Linked DNA regions of Bombyx mori: region 1 is linked to region 2. Evidence: chromatin contacts called from public Hi-C data. All regions are on one chromosome and are shown on one strand. The core of a region is the stretch at or near the end of the contact, and the rest is flanking DNA. Distances in the headings are between cores, read along the strand shown.

Region 1 (2,700 bases), core at 84-2,583, 52 kb before region 2:
TATTTTAGGTTAAAGAACTTTCAGGTAGCATTTGGCCCCATGCCACCACCCTCATTATCTGCATAACGCTGATGTGGGTGTAATAAAATAAGAGCCAGCTGGATTTTCGGATTAGGAGGAGGGTCTTGATAATCGCATTAACATCTGAAGAGAGGTTGCGTGGACGAAGACTTGCTTAAATAGGCACAAATTATAATTTTATGTTGTAATCAGGATGGCCCTGTACACATAAGATCGTTAAGAAAGAGCTAAATGTAAGTAACAAAACGTTGCCTCCAATGAACACTGCTCTAACTCCAAATTCGTAGGTTTACAGGAGGAGAGTTTAAACGAAAAAAGTTGGTAAAATCTTTATTATTGCAGATATATTTATGTTTTTTTCTTGTGTAACTAGCTGATTTACTCTTGCTTCGAACCCCATCAATAATGAATTGGTAATACTTTTAAAATAGTGAAGCGATTTGCGGGAAAAACGAAAATTTCAAAATTTTGAGTTAGGGTAGTGTTCATTGGAGGCATCGAAAAGATATATTGACGGACCAGAAGAAAGATAAATCAGACGATGTATGTTGAAAAAAAAAGCGAGATTTAAGATCAAATTTTTTTTTGTCTTCAGCAGCAGGCAGTGACTCGGTTATGGCATTCTTGTTGTCCATAACCAGCGACGCTGACTACTAAGTGACCTGTTATCATCTGCGTACAAGGCAATAAGCAATTTGCTGGTGGCAGGACCTCTTGAGGGTCCGCGCGGGTAGGTACCACCACTCTATTTCTGCCGTGAAGCAGTAATGCGTTTTGGTTTGAAGGGTGGGGCAGCCGTTGTAACTATACTTAAGACCTTAGAACTCTAATCTCAAGGTGGGTGGCGCTTTTACGTCGTAGACGTCTATGGGCTTCAGTAACCACTTAAAACCAGGTGGGCTGTGAGCTCGTTCACCCACGAAGCAATAAAAAAAAATCAATTTTGCGCTGTTTTCTTTTAAAAATGACTTCTCTCAAACTGTTGTAGAAACATTTTCGTCGAGACCATATCTTTAAGGCGAAGAAGAAGAGGAAATGATTGCAAGAAGTTTATCGACAAAGGTAGCAGATTGGCTATATAATCGAAGATAACTACTAATCTCGTCTGACACCGATGACTAAGAATACCAATATTTTAATTCAACGGCTCATATTTATTCAGCCTTCCCCAAAACACGTAATGCTAAAACCGACCACATGACAATGTGTTGTGAATGACAACAGGCAGCAGAACTGCGTTCATTAAATAACATTAGACAATACAATAGAATGACTGTACATACGTTGTCTCAAATGTGTAATGTTGTGGTGTGTAGCTCACACTCGTGTATGTGTCAAGGTCTTTGGAGATACCTAAATGTATGTACTGTAAAATATTTCTAATTCCACCTATAGAATGTGGTTAAACCCGATACGGACAAACTTTTGTCTATTGGAACTTCGATCTAAATCTCGCGAGATAGGAGACGGGATTAACGTAGGATCTATTTATTGGTGTCCAGTAATAACTAAGTGAGCGTTGCATTCGTCCTCCGATTTCGAATTAAACTAATATCGAATTGATTTTCGCGTATATGACGTTTTTTGAAAACTACACGTAGCATCTGAAGGTTTTCAAATATTTATATAGACTAGAGGTCCCGCAGTAGTCGAAATTCGACTATAATTAATTGGAATTGTAAGTTTGTACACTATTATGATTGTATTTTATACTTCTGTAATGACAAATTTCGCCAAGACTACACTATAAAAATATCAAAAAAGACAAACAATATTTAATCTATTCTCAATTTGACAACAGACGTCAAGAACAAAAGTTTGACAATAAATAGTATGCATGCGTGTGTGCGTCAAATAAATGGTATGTAGTGTGTGTAATGTTTTCTTTATTGATTTCATATATCTTTTATGTATTATTTTATAAAAATATTAGCATTGTGCACTTCTTCTCTATATTCTCTATAGGTGTGGAAAGTTTCATACTCCTCCGTCCGCGCAATTTTCGTAAAAAGGGATACAAAGTTTTTGCTTCACGTATTAATTAATATTTATATAGATTATTTCATGTCAATTCACTAACACACATATCTTATTTGCCAAACACATTTTCAGAATTTCGTACAAGTAGGTTAACACTTAACACTCTCGTTAGTTTTGAAATTAAAAACTGTTTTATTCTAAATACCACAATGCTTACCTCACCAATCGCCATATTCGATCATCGTACTTACATAATATATTCTGTAATTTACCTGCAACAAAAAAAAAAAACCTTCGTTTAGACCTTCTAGGCGAAATTAATATATGACTAGCTGTACCCGTCCGCTTCGCTGGCCATTTAAAATTAACTTTATTATTTCTCACCCCCACAAAGATTCTCATCATTAACGCCCCCGCAACTGGTGTAGGGAGTCCAACACTCATATCAATATAAGCCTATCCATTAAGTACATGTATTTTCTACATGGATACTAAGTTTCAAGTCAATCGGATGCATGGTTCAGTAGTTATAACGGAACATACGTAAAAACCACTGTAGATTTTTATATTAGTATATAGAAAAGAATGATTCAGCTAGATAATACCATCGAGTTGATAAGAAATTATTTACATAAAACACCACAACCATCGTCATCATTACAAGAGTTAAATCTTTATTTTATTTTTATTGCCTTTGTA
Region 2 (2,700 bases), core at 130-2,629:
TTTTACTATCACTTCTGGTTGAAAAGCGATATTTTTTTATTTAATTTTACTATCCTGATAAATTTCTTAATCCCAATTATAGTAAAAGCGAATCAGAACTAATCCGATTTTTAGGTCTTCGGGGAACCCTTGACAGATAGATAGACCATACAATAAAATTGGAACATCTATCTCATATCTTAAAGTCGAAGCTTATTGGGTTCAGAAACCTCCGAACACCAGGTGGCCATGAGAAATTTTCGTCTACAAATCCCAAACAAAAAAAATCTCATATTTAAATACTTTAAGTTCTGTGAAATGGTCTGTTTTTACGCGGTGTTTTTTCTCTTAATTTTTATTCACTAGTAGTACATTTACTTAGTCCATTTAGAGTAATATTATTTTATTAATATCTGATAGCGTGTTATCAGTATTGACTCACATTACGAAGCTAAAGATATCGCAATGGTAGGATTGCTTGAGAACTTAGTCATTCAATTTACAGAGAAACCGGTATAACAGGAAACCAACACTTATTTTTCTGTAAGAAATTTTGAATCCGCTTTTGTTCCGGTCTTAAAACAGCCTGTTTTTTTTTGGCTATTAATATTGAATTAAAAGATACTTTAAACGAAAAAATCACGTAGTTGAGTCTGTACATGATATTAACAAAGAATATTTAATTTTTGAAAGTAAGTTGTAACAAAGACCACGGAACAAAGATCAATGTGCCAACGTGGGCCGTAATATCGGCACAAGAGCAGGTAAAATAGCAGTTATTTTTTTACCTTTTGTATACTGTGCGGCCGTCACCGTCAGAGAGTACAGCAGTAGAGCTGTAAGCAAGCCCATCTCACTCTTGCGCGTGTGCATGTTTCTTACAATTAATAATTTCTATCACGTCACTATAGCAAAAACTTGTCACCAACTCTGAAGACGCTCTCACAGAGTCTCGTAATCACACTATACACGCACACTATCACAGAACTCAAACGCACATCCATTTGAAAAAATGTTCGTTTATCCGATAAGGTAGGTAACCAACCAACTCGCTCGTGGGACGAAGTACCTATGCAGGTAAACGAGTAAGCCTATTAAGTTTCAAGTGACTTAAAACTATTCGTTTCTCAATGTTTTACATGAATTAAACACTAATAGATGCGAAGGAAACGGTAGTTCTGCCCAATTTTATGTTTGAAAACTTCATATTATTTCGTAGAATAATTTCGAAGTTCAGAGCGAGATCGGGCGTGACGCGAGACACGACCACCCGTCGCATCGTTCGCGGCAGACTGATGTGAAGTGAGCGAACAATCAACAAGTTGCAAAGCGTGTTTCGGCGGGCCGTTGTATCAGACGCTTGGAGCATGCGCCATCCGTTTCTGTGTTCACACTCGACTAGCACAATGTTGACACGACGCTTCCGCCGCGATTTGCGCGCCCTTACGGCCAACCACTGAAACTAGTAAACTGGTTGTTTTTCGCGCAAAAACCAAGAAAGATCTCGCCGCTTACAGCTCACGAACTTGTTTTAAGTCTGCATCTAGTTATTCAACGTACAGAAATAAAATTAAAGTCTACTTTCTAGGATGCTTAACGTTTATTTTTGTTTTCTAACATCTCACAAAACATTCTTTACGCTCAGTTGCTTTTGAATCTTTGTTATTTTTACAACTACTAAATTCTTGTTCACCTTTCCCACTCTTTGATACCTGTAGTAGAAAAATAAATACAAAAAAATCGGGCATTGAATTAATTTAAAGTAAATCAGATTATAGCTAGAATTACCGACCTTGTAATTCACGTACAAGTCAATGTTCTGTATGTATCTAGTTCTAGTCCTCAGGCCAGGGCCACAGACGCCAGCGTGGGGCGTACACGGCGTCCATTCACCCCACTCCCCGGCGCACGATTCACCGAGAAGGCTCTGTCGCGATTCCGCCAACACCGGTTCTAACACTGGGGCACTGAATAATGAATAAAATTCAAAAATGTTCGAAAATAACTCTTGTTGCTGTGAAGCGCAAAAATGAATAGTTGCTTACTCTTGTTGCAATTCTTCTTCAGCATTTTGACCTAAAAAAATAAATTTAACTTATTAAAGTACATGGTTAAAAGAATATGAATTTTACCTGACGTAGATTAGAGATGAGATCACAGTGTGATTACCGTAGACATAAGGTGAAAACGAAAATCGAACTGCCCACCTTTAGACAGAATGATTTCCTTCAAATCGTTACCAATTTCGCAATAGATTTGGGAAGTCGGAGATTTTGGAATCGTAAAGTCATGACTCCAAGCCGACTTAACCTAATAGGTGTATGGCTCTAACAAAGAATAAAAAAAAAAGTCATGACTCCGCTGTTTGTGGGATTGGTGATATGAGTTTGCCTCATCACTAGTGATTGTCTGAATCTTAGACTAGAGGTGCATAAAATATAAAGAACAAAAAGGTGATTACCTTCACTACAGTCTATGCCAATAAGAGGATACACATCCAGCCTTCGCACTTGTAAAATAGCAAATGGAGCCAAATCATTGAGGTTCATCTGATAAAAGGGCGAATCTCTATCGAACGATCCGATTTCGACGCGCTCTATATTGTCCACAGGTTGACTCATGGATTTTGGTGACTGGAACGCAGAACGATCATAATGAAAACAAATTCAACTAAAATAAATTTTTGCATTCCGAAAAATAAAGTCCACCTCATAAGAAACT

What was found. A called contact is a pair of places that touch in the nucleus more often than the background predicts.
Region 1: a contact with region 2 is called in a Hi-C map of whole pupa, with 1.7 times the contacts expected there. The contact joins the enhancer-like site here to the promoter of LOC100127100 in region 2. A contact is called at or near these places in 3 of 7 Hi-C or Micro-C datasets (posterior silk gland and whole pupa).

What each region holds. Positions count from the first base shown.
Region 1 is chr7:8,487,759-8,490,458 of ASM3026992v2, reverse strand. All of the region lies in intron 1 of LOC100127100 (1-cadherin), which reads right to left. Among protein-coding and RNA genes, the nearest start is that of LOC100127100, 52 kb to the right of the region's middle. Within about 2 kb of position 1,333, at least 4 of the 8 cell types and tissues checked have open chromatin away from gene starts, as enhancers often do.
Region 2 is chr7:8,435,379-8,438,078 of ASM3026992v2, reverse strand. LOC100127100 (1-cadherin) reads right to left here and starts at 1,379. Exons shown (of 24, transcript XM_021351441.3): 1 at 768-1,379. The coding sequence starts at 852. LOC101745107 (spondin-2) reads right to left here. Exons shown (of 9, transcript XM_062669422.1): 6 at 2,688-2,700; 7 at 2,441-2,612; 8 at 2,025-2,055; 9 at 1,561-1,946. The coding sequence ends at 1,601.